Regions from separate parts of the Mus musculus genome. Here regions 1 and 2 are each linked to region 3. The links are chromatin contacts, called in public Hi-C and HiChIP or PLAC-seq maps. All regions are on one chromosome and are shown on one strand. Each heading gives the region's core, a stretch centred on a gene start, on an enhancer-like site or on the middle of the called end of the contact. The rest is flanking DNA. Distances are from core to core; before and after follow the strand shown.

Region 1 (4,880 bases), core at 1,367-3,866, 130 kb after region 3:
CAAAGGAAAGCAAGACAGATGACATTTGCCACCAAGCCATGCAAGTGTCCCCTGGGTGAAGTCACCGTGGTCCTGGGTCCAGTTGGTTTTGAGGGACAGTCTGGACAGTGGAACTTAAGTTCTCTGGCTGAGTCCCTCAGTCTAGTTGGGGACCAGGGCTTTAAGCAGGCTTCTCAGGTAACAGCGCACAAGCCACCTGGGAACCTTGCTAAGATGTAGGTTCAGACTAGAAGGCACACGGGCTGAGCTTCCGTGTTCATATGAAGCTCCTACGTTTATCCAGAGCTTCCAGGCCATTTGTTTGATCTACTGATGCTTTAGCTGCTGGTGGTCTATGCCTGGCCTTCCACTGTGGAGGTACCTGGGTCAAAAGCAAGAACTGCCCACGAGCCACAGGCTTTGCCTAATGGCTCAGCTTCAGTATGTGAAGGAGAGCCCCAAACTCTCATGGGGAGAAGGCCAGAACCTTGCGTCAACAAATGCACAGTGAAGACCACAAGCCAAGTGTCAGGATATATATATATATTAAGGTAAAAACTATAAACTCAGAGAGTCACTGTTATCAATTTAAGGTGTTTCTGCAATGCCCAAGAGCTTTGCTGGCAGTAAATCTTATCTGTGTCCCTTTAGATTGGAGGTTCTCAAACTGAGATGCCTTTTATAGCCCGAGGGGATCTTCATGTCCCCATGTCCATCCAGTCTGTGTTTCATAACAAATATACCAGATTGGACCAGGGATCCAGCTGTTGCTGCTGAGCCTTGAGACTCTGGTTTCTGTGATTTTTCCACTAAAATGGCACTTGTAAGTTCATGTCATATAATGTCACAGAAAGGGCACATTTCATAACAACATGTGTTCCTGTGCATTTTTAACATCTGCTTTTTTTTTTTTTTTTTTCCGAGACAGGGTGTCTCTGTATAGCTCTGGCTGTCCTGGAACTCACTTTGTAGACCAGGCTGGCCTCGAACTCAGAAATCCTCCTGCCTCTGCCTCCCAAGTGCTGGGATTAAAGGCGTGCACCACCACACCCGGCTTAACATCTGCTTTTATCGCATTTTTACACATTAGGAATTTGATCTACACAGTTATAAATCCCACAATGCCAGATGGTATCTAAGACCAGAACATAAGAAACAACTCCCTCACACCCCCACACAGCCCGTGGAAGAAGTAGCTTACCTCAGGTTGTCACCGCCCTCTGTCACTTCATGGAGCAACCCAAGTTGCAGGCCAGCCACAAAGGATTTGAGATGAGCCAATTCCAGGGCCCTCCAGATCTCCTCATCCGAGTATTTGTTGAAAGGGTCGAGATTCATCCTCAGATTCCCAGAGAACAAAATGGGGTCCTGCAAGTTGGAGAATGGGAAGCCATCAGGGCTTATGTCAGCAAAGGGCTCAGTCATTCTTTGTGGCCAGGAGAACGTGGGTAGGAGTGGTCTGGCATGAACTCTAGGCAGGAAGCTGGCTCACGATTGAGCTTTTGGAAGCCTCTGAAGGCCCCGAGTACCTGCAACCGGAACACTAAACGGGGTGGGGGGTGGGGGTGCGGTGGTCCTTGGTTTGCACCTGCTTCGTTCCGTTCTGGGACCCACTTGTAGACATCCAGATGAAAAGACCATCATTTCCTGAAACAAAGCCTCCTGGCTTAGGACAAGGGAGACCAAGAGACATAGAAAGAGATTGTGTAGTCATCTGAGAAACTCTTATGTTTTGAAGAGGCCACAGAGAACAATGCACTAAACTAAGAAAACCCGGGGCCTGACAAGATATTCTCACGCACAAGCCCGAGTTTGAGTACCCAGCATCCCGCAGAAAGTGGAGCCTATGTGCTCACGCTGAGAGGGAGAGAGAAGCAGAGACTAGAGGCTGTCCGGAGATACCCACCACTGAGCTAGTCAAAACAAAACCTTTAAAAGGCCAAAGACAAAAATCCTCCTGAGGGGCTTGTGGTTAAAAGCACTTGCTACTTAGTATTCTTGCAGAGGATCCAGATTCAGTTCCTAGCACCCACACGGCAGCTTACAACACTCCTTAACACATGATCTTAATGCCAGGCTTCTGTGAGAGCCAGGTCCAAATGCTCTTAGATACACACAGGCAAAACACTCATAGCACATAAAATAAAACATCTTAAAACAACAGCAACAGCAGCAGCAGCAGCAGCAAATCCCAAAACGGCGAGCTACAGGTTCCTCGAGAGACCTTGTCTCAGTGGAATAGAGGGGAGAGTGACAGAGAGGGCATCTAATGTCACATTGTACTAAGCAACATTAAACCCTCCACAGGCACCAGGCCACAGTGCAGAGGGAGCGATGGTTCTCCGCCTCCTGTGAGTGGAGAGGTCTCTGTGGCAATTCTTAACTCGGTGGGGTCCATAGAGCAAGCCAAAGGGAGGTCTTTCTTGCTGATACGATGAATGTTCCGCTTGCTGGCAAAAACCCGCAGCAAATTCCCTCCTCTATCTTTTAGCCGCATCAAATGAGGAGTATAAAGCTTAATGACTTCAAGCTTCGGCGGCAAAATTGCTACTGCTAATTACAAAGGTCTCAGCAAACCCTGATGGGCTAACAGAAACGCCAACTAATCATCTGCTCTATCCGAGTGCTGGCGCGTTGCTGCCACCTACTGGTAGCTTCTAGCAGCCACCGGTCACATGCAAAATACAGAACTTTTTAGTCGAGAAACAGAATCTCGGGGAATTCGTCTGGAATCGTGGTATGAAGATGAATCTTGATAGTCAACTTTTGGGAGAGAGTGTCTATATTTGACACTTGGAGAGTGCAGACACAGTAGGACCAGCCGTCCCACATGCCTACTGCTATGCCTTACCACCAAGAACTGTGCCCCTTCTCAGTGAGCCGAATTAACCCTTCCTCCTGTAAGTTGTTTCTTGACAGGTACAATGACAAGAAAACTAAGCAATACAACTGCCAGAGTTGTTTTTGTAATTGAATGCATGTCAGTGTTTCCCCACTGCGTGTGCCCAAGTAAATCCTCGTTAACTAACCTGGGGAATGATGGTCAGTCTCCCTCGAAGGTCGTGCAGTCCAATGGAGGCAATATCAATCCCATCAATGATGATCTGGCCACCTGCAGACTCTAAGATTCTGAAGAGGCAGTTTGTGAGGGATGATTTTCCAGCTCCGGTCCTGCCCACCACACCGACCTGTGAATATAGTTCATTTACATCGACTTCAACATGCAATTCTCGGAGGAAAAAAAATTTAGCCTATGTATTCACAATCGCACGTGATAAAAAGAACCCCATACCAAATATATCAAATGGCTTTTAGTTTTGGTGAGAGGGAAAAAATGCCCAGATGTCAAGAAAAAAAATGGCTCTCCCATACTCCGCCTGAGTTGTGTGCTGAAGACCGTGACCGCTGGAAATAGACAAACCCTCTTCTCCATTGTTGTCACCGCCAATCTTGACAGTCATAGCTTATTCCCTTTTTAAAAAAGATTTCATTTAAAAAGTAGACAGAGGGCTGGAGAGATGGCTCAGTGGTTAAGAGCACTGATTGCTCTTCCAAAGGTCCTGAGTTCAATTCCCAGCAACCACATGGTGGTTCACAACCATCTGTAATAGGATCTGATGTCCCATTCTGGTGTGTCTGAAGACAGTGACAGGGTACTCACACACATAAAATAAATATCTTTTTTTTTTTTTAAGTAGACAGAAAGGAACTTTGGGATGGCTCCGTAGGTGATGGCATTCGCTGCTAAGCCAAATGACCCGAGTTCAACCCTTGGAACCCACACGGTGGAACAAGTTGTTCTGTGTCCTTCACACATGCATGTGCACACCCACAAAATAAATAAAAATGTAATAATTTATTTTGTATTACCTCTCTTGTCTTCTGAGAGTATAATTACATTTCTCCCCGTCCTTTCTCCCCTCCAAGCCTCCCACACACACCCTTCTTTATTATCTCTCAAATCCATTGTCTCTTTTCTCATTAACTGTTGCTACACGCATATATGTAATGCACATATTCACATGAATACACAGACGTACATCCCTAAGCGTGAGCTGCGTGGTCTGTGTAACGCCGCGTGTATGTACGTTTTCAGGGACGGACATCTGCCGTGTGCTTCCTTGGGGATGGCTAACTCTCCAGCTCTAAACTGCGGAGCACTTCATGGATCTGTGTGTCCCCTTCCTTGCTCGGGGGCCATGCTAATCTGCCCATGATGCTCTGATTTGAGTATCTGAGCTGCCAAAGGGAGAACTGGGTTGTTTGTTTTGACTTTTAGTAGCGGGAAGGAAAGACTTGTCACCAGATGAGCCTTGGGTCACCCCTGGTCCTCAGCCCCCTTGCCCAGGTTGATTAATTGATGGATAGCTTTGCTCCATTAGACCTGTAAGAGTGTACTCAACTTCAAAGACCAGAACACTAGACTCTCTCCTGCTTAGGCTCAGCAGTTCTGCGTCCAGGTCTGAGACTTCACACCTTAAGCCCGCACAGGAAATGAGCCCCAGTGGGCTGGCAGGGAGGCAGGATCCAGCCCTCCGGGTGGGTCCCTTCTGCGTTCCCAGAGTACAGGAAGAATCCCCATTCTCTCCCTGCACCCAAACGGCGAAGGCCTGGGACCCTCCTTCTGTGCCCGGCTATTCCCTGAGTCCTCCCAAGCAGAGCCGTCTTTCTCACCCACCTTCTCGGTGCTCTTGATGTTACAAGTAATCCCTTTCAGGACCAGATCCAGCTCCGGCCGATACCGCACTTGATAGTTGTTGAACTGGATCTCACCTTTTTTGGGCCAATCTGCCGGAGGCTTCTTGTCGGTCACCCACGGCGCCTGGCAAGGGGAAAGGATGAGAAACGCTGGACGTGGTAAGCAGTCCAGCCAACAGCTGCCGTGGGACTCATAGCATTTG
Region 2 (4,651 bases), core at 18-2,517, 160 kb after region 3:
TCTTTTATGTGGCTATTGGAGCATGTTGTAATTTGAATTTTATTCTTCAAAAAAGGTCTGATGAAGTCTGTGGTGGCTATTTTGGCATCTGCCCTGGAACTCACTTTGCAGACCAGGCTGGCCTTGAATTCCGGAGTGCTGAGATGAAAGGCATGTGCCTCTCTCTATACCTGGCTTGTGGTGGCTGTTCTTGGTTGCCAACTTGACTACATCTGGGATTAACTAAAACCCCAAACTGGCTGGGTACACCTGTGAGGGATATCTTTTCTTAATTGGATCATTAGAGGTGGATCTTCCCACCTCTAATCTGTTTCTTTGAGGTGAAAAGGCACCTTGAATCCAAATCTTTTGGAGTGGGAAGACCTACTTCTAATCTTGGCCACAGTTTCTGAGGAAACCTGGAGAAATGACATGGAAGAGGTAAGGTCTCTCTCTCTTTGCCTGCTTCTTCTCACCCTCAATAGTAAGACCATTCCTTCCTTAATGGACCAACAGTTACTGGATTCTTGGAACTTCCATACATAGGCAGTCACTGTGGGACTAGCTGGACCTCAGCCTGTAAATCATTCTAATAAATTCTCTTTCTGTATATTTATATAAAGAGAGGGATTTATCCTATAAGATCTGTTACTCTAGACATCCCTGACTAATACAAAGTCCCAACTCACAATATCTTAAGAGTGTGCCCCCTTTTGAACTTGGATCAGTGTGAGTGTAAGCAAACTGGTCTTTAAGATAGTCTGTAGTTCAACATGACTGGTGCCCTTGGAAGAGATGGGATAGAGATGAGGTAGCTTTGGGACAACTGAGGCACAGAATGGATTATGCACCTACAAGCCAAGGGGATACCTAGGGTTTCTGGCATACAACAGAAGCAGGAAAGGTAGAACTCATTCTTTCCCCCATGTTTCAGGGGGAAACGATCCTGCCAATAACCTGATTTCAGATTTCTAGCTTCCAGGCCTCTGGGATGGTGCATCTCCACTTCCCACTTTCCTCTTCCGGTGCCCACGCCATCCCCTTCCTCTTTCTCTGTGTTTGTGGTATGAGCAATCAAACCCAGGGCCATCAGCCTGTGAAGCAGGCTCTCTCTTGCCCTCCCTTCTCTTCTCTGCCCATCCCAGCCGTTTCCCTCTCCCTCTCTCGAGATGGGTCTCACTGTATTGCCCAGGCTGTACTCAAACTTATGATCCTCCTGCCTGAGCTCCCTGAGGAGTCACTGTACCGTGCTTGCATTGCTTTCTCGTTAGTATTAATCACCCTCGGCATGTGCATCGCTTGTTCCTCTTTTCCTAGTTCTCTATAGATGAACTCCCTCTCAGGCTTGTTCTTTGTACCCATTGCCCAAAGAGACACACATCTGTGCTCAGTGAATATGTCAGAGTAAGGGAATGAATGCATTAGCTACTAATGCTAACTTCCAAGACAATGCTGTTTCTAGAAATGAGTGTGTGTGTGTGTGCCTGTGCATGCACACACATGTGTGCGCACATGCCTGTGCGGAGAAAGAGAGAGTGTTTGTGTGTAGGAGTGATGGTTACAGGCATGCCGAAGTGTGAACACGGATGTCAGGCCAAGCATCCTGTGTTAGCTTTGGCCTTCTTACCTTGTCTGAGATAGGTCTCTTCTCTGCTACAGCAATCTGCCTCATTGGCCTAGGAGCTTCTGCATATTGTCCTGTCGCTATTTCCCACTTCCTGTAGGTACACTAGAATTACAGATACGTGTACTACTGTGTCTAGCTTTTATCTAGGTATTCAAACTCAGGTTGCCAGATTCATATGGTAAGTGCTTTTGCCCACTGAGCCATCTCCCTAGCCCTACTAATGCTGCTATTACTACTACGAATACTACTACTACTGCTACTGCTACTGCTACTGCTACTACTCTTTTACACCATGAAAAATTTCAAGTGTATTCAAAAGGAGAAACAACAGTATATAATACACACATGCACCCACCACTCAGGCATTATTAGAACTGTGCATATCATTAATGTAAAGTGCAGTGCAAAGCACATAGAAGAGTATGAAAATCTGAAAGAAGTCAGACCGGACACTGCTCCTTGCCTGAGCCATACAGGGCACTCACACAGACACTTGGGTCACAGTTACCAGGACAAGGACATCTTGGCTCTGACTCTGCTTCTTGGTCAATCCGTGTGACGTGCCCTCAGGGCTCTGCTGGGACTTCTTCAGCCGCCTCTGAAGAGCCTGCCTGGCTTTCTGCAGGTCCTTTGTCATGATCGTCTTAAACTTGCTGGTGAGTGACTTGGCTTTAAGATTTTCTTCAATATCCCACACATCTTCTATTGTCAATGGATGCTTGTAACCTTTCAGAACAGTGCTGGAACAAGAATGGAACACAGGCTGAGCCCCTCTGTGCTTTGTCAGTCTGCTTCTATCAGAGGCTAGCCTCCAGATCCGAGACAGAGGGATGAAGTTTTGAACTTCTCTACTGTTCCATTATCTACAGCTCCTGGGCCTTTATTGGACAGAAACATGGGGGAGAACACAGAGACAACAGAATGTGCTAGAAGACAACATGGAGAAGAGACAGGGAGAGGCTCTACTGAATCAAAAGTCAAAGGCATCGCCATCCTCCTGCTCTTGCTCCGTCTCCTTCAAGAACCAACCACCTCCCTACACTCTGGCATGTCCTTGAGGGAACTCCATGATGCCCTTAGGAAATGGCTTGACCTCACCACTGACTTCACACAATGTCTCTAGATTGGGCCTATCCAATTCGGGGCTGGAGCACATGAATGAAAGACTAGCTGCATCTTTATTTGTAACCATTTATAACTAAGATCCAGCTTTCTTTTTTTTTTTTTTTTTCCTAATATGAGCTTAACATGGTATCTTTGTTACCAGGAGAAACCATAGATGTTTTCACGGCTAACTTACACTAATTGCTGCTTCCAAATTATGGTCCTTATAAGATAGATATTTAAGATATCCTTGTCGTTAGATGTTTAAACGTAATGAGCCCATTTGAAAGTACGTGCATTGCTCTGTCACAGATTTGCTTTTTTTTAACTTTAAATTATGTGTGTGTGTGTGTGTGTGTGTGTGTGTGTATGAGAGTGTGTGTGCACGTGTGCAGGAGAGTGTGCGTGCACGCGCAGGTGCCTGTGTAGAGTGGAGGCCTGAGACCCCACAGGAGCTGGAGTTACCGGGAGGAAGTGAGCCTCTTGACGTGAGTTCTGGGAACTGAACTCCGATCCTCTGAAAGAAGAGCAAGAGCCCTCGCTCGGGGTTGAGCTACCTCTCCAGCCCCACAAACTTGCCCTTTAGATATTCTGACCATGTTTATAGTCTGTGTCCAATAGATCTAAACCATTCATGGGCCTCACCAGTCTGACAGAGGGTCCGCAAACTACAAAGATTCCCGTTGTAGACCCTCTGGTAGCACAGGCTCTGTCAACCTTTCCCTCCTCCTATTCCACACTGCCTGCCTCCAGGTGCCCTCTTTCCTGTCTTGCTGTCTCTCCTTTTGTTTCTCCCATGGAACTCTCAGACTATGAGAAATGATCACCTTTCAGTTTCTCCTCTTCATTCTAATCAATCCAACCAAGGGGCAAAATTAAACTGACCTATACATTTTAATACTCTCAGACTCTAAATGGAAGCCACAGGAGGCGTTTTTAAATTTTTAGCTTTTTTTTTTTTATTTTCAAAGAAGTTAGCATATAAGGATATTAAAAAAAAAAACTCTATAATCCAGGCATTTCTTACCTGTCATACCAACTAAACGTAACGCTACTCAGAAATGAAGCTGTAGCTGATGGGGCCTGAAAAATAAAATCATCAAAAAGTGAGTCAGTTGGAAATGAGAACTCTATAGGGCTCTAAAATCAGACACTGACTTCCTAGACCTAGTTTAGAAGTAGCTATTAATCAGGTGCTGACTGGTCAGTGTGCTTACCTAGAGACGCTAACAACCAGATATTCTACTTGCTTACCCGGAGACGCTAACAACCAGATATTATGGCTTAGATTTGTGAGTTAGCAGCCTGCACAGAACATTTACAGGTGAACGCGGAAGTCAGTATTCCTATATAGTTAGCATTGTTTAAATATAAAACATTCTATACTACAGGTGGAGTATCCCTTATCTACAATTTGGGACCAAAAATGTCTCTGATTTTGAAGTTCTTCCAAATTACAATATTAATATTGTACAGCCTTTTTGAACGTTTTCAAATTTGGGGAATTGTGGATGTTACAGCTTTGGGTCAGTGATATTCAATCTATACCCCATCCCTGGCTCAGGAGACCGCCATGAAACCCACACATCTCCAAGCTACTTATGCTTGTGCATCCTCCAGTTAAATAACATAAGAAACGAATGGATATAGAGTCTCACGTGTGTTGAGTCGCTTGATTCTGAAAAGGCTGAAAGGATCAAAATGACAATCTGGAAACCATAGGAGACGAAGAACAGGCAGGAATAGGTCATGTTGGACTTGCTATCCTGTGGGTTCGAGGCAAACAAACAAACAAACAAACAAAATGGAGTCTTTTATCACAGTCAGGTTTATGACTAAAGGCTATCACTAAACCCTTTGGCATGCCGCTATCTCCAAACTCAGACCAGTTGGGGCCATGCTCTCTGACCTCGATTGGCTACCAGAGGGTCTAGGACAAGC
Region 3 (4,855 bases), core at 169-2,668:
ACTTTGTAGACCAGGCTGGCCTTAAACTCAGAAATCCGCCTGCCTCTGCCTCCCGAGTGCTTGGATTAAAGGCATGTGCCACTATACTTTTTCAAATCATTCTCTCTCTCTCTCTCTCTCTCTCTCTCTCTCTCTCTCTCTCTCTCTCTCCCTCCCTCCCTCCCTCCCTCCCTCTCTCCCTCCCCACCCTCCCTATCCTCTCAGAAAGCATGGCCCGTGCCTCCTCAGAGAATCTCCACCCTAAACCAAATCAACACAATCCCAAGATTAACAATAGTTAATTAGGTCAATTCTAGTGGTTGTCTCAGCAATGAGGTCTCTGACCACAGTAACCTGGGAAGTTGTCCAACACAGAAACTTGGGGCCCTTGCCCTGTGCCCTGTGCCTCCTGAGTTAAACCCTGAGTTAAGGCCCAGTGATCTGTGTTAAGCTGCATGGCTCACCTTCTAGGGGCTTTAGTACCTGGGAGGAAACCAGTTGTTTAGTTATGGTTGCTGGTCTCTGTGTTTATTTTAAGACAGAGCCTCGCTATGTAGCCTAGGCAGACCTGGAACTTGCTATGTAGACCAGGCTAACCTTCAGCCTGAGACTCAGGAACAGCTCTGTGGAGAGTAAGTTAGCAGATGTCAAGAGGTAGGAGAGAAGCTGATAAAGATGTGGTGGAGAAACTGTGACTAACGAGAAAGGTGGCAATGGTGGGTCCCTCGACACAAAGATCTGCCGCTGTCTCTTTCCCTAGGAATGCAAGACTTCAATTATCTCCACACTAACTGCTTTGAGATCACGCTCGAGCTGAGTTGCGACAAGTTTCCCCGGCAAGAGGAGCTGCAGAGGGAGTGGCTGGGTAACCGGGAAGCCTTAATCCAGTTCTTGGAACAGGTAAGATCCTTCCGTTTGACTCTTCTGGTTGCAAGAGAGGTCTTCCAATGGCAGCTGGGGTTGCCACAGGCTCAGGCTGTCCCCAGAGCTGACTCCACTCAACCAGCCCTCTACTCCTGCGGTTGGTTTTCCTTCAATGTCCTAGAGCATAGCTGTCTGTCCAAAACTTTACTGTAAGCTGGGGACTCTGGGTAAACAAGCCTATATCCCTGTCTCTATGGAACTGATGTTCTAACCGGGGCAGACAGTAAGCAAAATACGGAAGTAAATTCTGTGCCTCATTAAAAAGAGAAGTGCTGTGAAGAAAGTCTCCCGGAGAAAGCCACTCTCAAATGGGGTCTGAGGAGCCTGAGGATCGGAGGGGCTCAGACAAGCCAGGTTATCTAGAACAGGGGTGGGCCCTCCAGAATAGGTCCAACTAAAACAAGCCAAGTCCACATCTGAAAGGTGCCCGGCAGCAGCAACCACAGCCAGCTGCCGCCTCAAGTGCACCGCAACGGCTGCTGTGAGAAACACATGACAAGGCTTGGAGGAGGGGGAGAAACTGGACTCTTTTAGGCACTGTGAGCAGAAAGTGATGTTGCTTCTAAGCCAAGCAGTGTGACAGAGCTTCCGGAAAATTAAAAATGGGGCTGAAGTTTAGCTCAGTGGTAAAGCTCTTGCTTAGCACACGAGGGACCCAAAATTGTGTTTCCAGACCCACAAAAGCAACCACAATTAGAATAAAATTGTTATATTATTCAGCATGGTTAAATCTCAAAGAAGTGAAGACAGGCAGAGAGAGAGAGAGAGAAAGGGCCTTCAAAACCAGGTAAGCGCTGACACACACCTTAGCACGACTGGATCTGGATTATGCAATAAGCAATAAGCCAGTCGTATGGCAGTAAGCCGTGCCTCTGTTTAGATAGAGTTTATACAGTCGCACAGACAGAATGCAGAATGGTGTCTGGGGCTGGAAGAGCAGGAGGTGGGGTAGAGAATGAGAGGGATGGAGACTTTCATCTTAAGGAGAGCAGTTTCAGTGTCAGATGAAGAGAGTTCTAAAAGTGAGTTGTTGTGCTAGGCACATATTACAAATGTGCGTGATAAACTGGGCTGTACAATTCACAGAGTGAACATTTTACCACAATTTACTTCAAATTTTCTCTCTCTCTCTCTCTCTCTCTCTCTCTCTCTTGTGTATTCATGCCATGATGTTTGTGTGGAAATCAGAAAGCAAGTTGTGGAAGGTAGTCTGTTCTCTTCTTCCAGCATTTTGGGTACCAAGTTCAAACTCAGTCAGGCTTAGCAGCAAATGCCTTTAACCACTGAGCCATCTCAGTAGATCACAATCTAAGGTTTCTCTCTCTCTCTCTCTCTTTCTTTAAAGATTTTATTTATTTACTTATTTATTTATTTATTTAATGTGAATATACTGTCTCTGTCTTCAGACACACCAGAAGAGGGCATCGGATCCCTTACAGATGGTTGTGAGCCACCATGTTGTTGCTGGGAATTGAATTCAGGACCTCTGGCAGAGCAGTCAGTGCTCTTAACCGCTAAAGTTTCTAAGTTTCTTTTCGTTTCATTTCGTTTCGTTTCGTTTCGTTTCGTTTCCTTTCCTTTCCTTTCCTTTCTTTTCTTTTCTTTTTAAGATTTTATTTATTACTATATGTAAGTACACTGTAGCTGTCTTCAGACATTCCAGAAGAGGGCATCAGATCTCATTACAGATGGTTGTGAGCCACCATGTGGTTGCTGGGATTTGAACTCAGGATCTTTGGAAGAGCAGTCAGTGCTCTTACCCACTAAACCATCTCACCAGCACCCCCCCCCCTTAAATTTCCTTAATTGTAACAAAATTCAAGGTTAGACCAGCAGGAGCTGGAGAGATGGCTTGGCGGTTGATTGAGAGTACTGGCTTGTCTCAGCAAACCTAAGTTTGTTTCCAGCATCCTCATGGTGGCTCACAAACATTGGTGACATTAGTCCCGAGAGCTCTGTGACCCTCTGCTGGGCTCTTCCAGCAACATGTAGGCACAGGGTACAAAGACACACGTGAAGGCAAAATACTCAACACACATACACTTGAGACTGGGCTACTAGTGGGGACTGTGGCCTCACAAGCCCACCCACACAGGAGCTTTGAGAAGGCAGTGTACTGTGACTGAGTGACAGGATCACTCCGCCTACTAAGGAGGGATTATGGGATTGGAGGAGCAGTGAAGAGCTAGTTTACAGGGTGTTGTCATGGTGTTAATGAACATGGACTGAGAGGAACCATGAGAAAAGAGAAAGGCCAGAGCCTTTCCCACTGTCCAACCACTGTGTGATTCTGACTCTCGGTGGCCACTGTTTCCCGCAGGTCCACCAGGGCATCAAGGGAATGGTGTTGGATGAGAACTCTAACAACCTCACGGGGGCTGTCATTTCCGTCACCGGCATCAACCACGACGTCACTTCAGGTAGGAGGGGACCAGTTGGTAAGCCAGAAAGACCAGCCATCGAGGACACTGAGAGGAGGGTGCGTGCCGGGTATGGGAGCAGAAAAGACGCGCTGCATCAAGCAGCTAAGATTCGGATAAGGAGATTCTTCACCTGCTAGAGGGAGCAGGCTCTGAGAGCAGGGAGCGAGTAGCCTTGAAGCGAATGGAGCCCCTGGTCAGAGCCCCTGATGGCTGTGGAGGCAGCCTGGTTGGGAGGACTTCTGGGCTAGACACCATTCATAACAATGGAGTGGAACAGCCAAGAAGGACTATGACTCTCGTGTTTATTCTCCCCTCCGCTCAGGCATTTCTCACGGGTCCATTCAGGCAAAGCTAATAGATTCCTCCTATAGGCTGGATCTGAGGCAAGGCAAGCAGTGGAGGGTAGGTAATCTTGGAGCTACCTAGAACATGCCAGAAGGGCACTGGCTGGGTTTCCTCTGCTGTTGCTATGATAAAGTACTCTGAAAAGAAGCAACTTAGGGGAAAAACGGCCAGATGTGGCTTCTAGCTCCAGGGTCTAGTCCATAGTTGGGGGTCAGGGTGGCAGGAGCTTGAAGCTTCTAGCGAACTCACATCATAGTCAGGAGACAGAGCTATGACCCAGAGCATTTTCTCCACTTACATAGACCGGATTCCCAGCTGGGAGTGGTCACCCAACAATGTGTAGGCGTTCTCACCTCAGCTAACACGGTCATGACACCTCACAGACATGCCTGGCTAGTCAGCCTCACAGGCGTGCCTGGCCTGTCTCCTTGCTGACTGTCCCAGCCTGGCCAGTCTCCTTCCTGACTGCCCCAGCCGAATTGACCACCTGCCAGTCTTAGGAGTTTCTTTGTGTTGATTTTTCGTGGATGCCAGTGGCTACACGCCTCCCAAAACAACCTTGTTCGCTACCAAGCAGGCATCTAACAACTCATGCTGCCTGTCCAGGCTGGAAGAAATCTCTTCTTCGTGTCCTTAGAGGTGGTCCCAGAGCCCTTCAGAGACAGGCTTGTTTAAGGAAAAGGCAGAGTTCCAAAAGAACTCTGTTACCTCAGTCTGGCAGAATGGGGAATCTTCCAGCCCCGAGGCTGCATACAGGACTGTGGAGGGATCAAACTTCAGCACCATCTCTGAGAACACTGGCTGCTGGTCTTGGTTCTTCCTCATTTAAGCAAGGGTGGGGAGGGTCTCTGAAATGTCAGAGCCACTAAGAATGAATACCACAGTTAGGTTCCGTTTTTTCAGGATCCATTATGAGGATTAGACACTAGTGACGTAGGCTGTGCTGCTTAGTGAAGCACCTGGTGTTGGTTACAGGTGGAGACCGCCAAAGCCCTCTTTCAGAAAGCATCGAGAAATGGAGCTTTTGTCACGCGATTGCTAATTGCCCCTGATCAAGAGCCCCCAATTAAGACAATAACAGTTTCTGGATATAACCTAAACTCTCCAATATGTACATAATTACACCCTGCATTGTTAAAGTATTTTAAAGTAAATTACAGGGCTGGGGGTGTAGCTTGGTAAGC

The links. A called contact is a pair of places that touch in the nucleus more often than the background predicts. HiChIP or PLAC-seq counts read pairs in DNA pulled down with a chosen protein or histone mark.
Region 1: a Hi-C map of bone marrow-derived macrophages shows a contact between it and region 3, with 45 read pairs. The contact joins two enhancer-like sites. A contact is called at or near these places in 10 of 39 promoter capture datasets (the C10 cell line, cranial neural crest, embryonic stem cells and 5 more), 6 of 15 datasets of contacts at CTCF or cohesin (the NIH/3T3 cell line, embryonic stem cells, pro-B cells and 1 more), 224 of 484 Hi-C or Micro-C datasets (the 63-12 cell line, the AML12 cell line, the AtT-20 cell line and 117 more), 28 of 115 datasets of contacts at active chromatin or transcription factors (acute myeloid leukemia, astrocytes, a beta-TC-6 cell line and 14 more) and 4 of 9 other capture datasets (adipose tissue, embryonic stem cells, liver and 1 more).
Region 2: a contact with region 3 is called in an H3K4me3 HiChIP or PLAC-seq map of bone marrow-derived macrophages, with 3 times the contacts expected there. The contact joins two enhancer-like sites. A contact is called at or near these places in 1 of 15 datasets of contacts at CTCF or cohesin (the NIH/3T3 cell line), 3 of 115 datasets of contacts at active chromatin or transcription factors (bone marrow-derived macrophages, embryonic stem cells and microglia) and 4 of 9 other capture datasets (adipose tissue, embryonic stem cells, liver and 1 more).

What each region holds. Positions count from the first base shown.
Region 1 is chr19:43,830,332-43,835,211 of GRCm38.p6, reverse strand. Abcc2 (ATP-binding cassette, sub-family C (CFTR/MRP), member 2) reads right to left here. Exons shown (of 32, transcript NM_013806.2): 28 at 4,658-4,801; 29 at 3,009-3,167; 30 at 1,181-1,347. Among named protein-coding and RNA genes, the nearest start is that of Gm10768, 6.0 kb to the left of the region's middle. Within about 2 kb of position 2,616, at least 6 of the 459 cell types and tissues checked have an H3K27ac peak or open chromatin away from gene starts, as enhancers often do. A contact at or near this core is called in the CH12 cell line and bone marrow-derived macrophages, where this site is marked.
Region 2 is chr19:43,798,232-43,802,882 of GRCm38.p6, reverse strand. Abcc2 (ATP-binding cassette, sub-family C (CFTR/MRP), member 2) reads right to left here. Exons shown (of 32, transcript NM_013806.2): 5 at 4,369-4,476; 6 at 3,738-3,793; 7 at 2,115-2,346. Among named protein-coding and RNA genes, the nearest start is that of Abcc2, 18 kb to the right of the region's middle. Within about 2 kb of position 1,267, at least 21 of the 459 cell types and tissues checked have an H3K27ac peak or open chromatin away from gene starts, as enhancers often do. A contact at or near this core is called in bone marrow-derived macrophages, where this site is marked.
Region 3 is chr19:43,962,199-43,967,053 of GRCm38.p6, reverse strand. It overlaps Cpn1 (carboxypeptidase N, polypeptide 1), which reads left to right. Exons shown (of 9, transcript NM_030703.2): 6 at 740-879; 7 at 3,224-3,323. Among named protein-coding and RNA genes, the nearest start is that of Cpn1, 22 kb to the left of the region's middle. Within about 2 kb of position 1,418, at least 60 of the 459 cell types and tissues checked have an H3K27ac peak or open chromatin away from gene starts, as enhancers often do. A contact at or near this core is called in the CH12 cell line and bone marrow-derived macrophages, where this site is marked.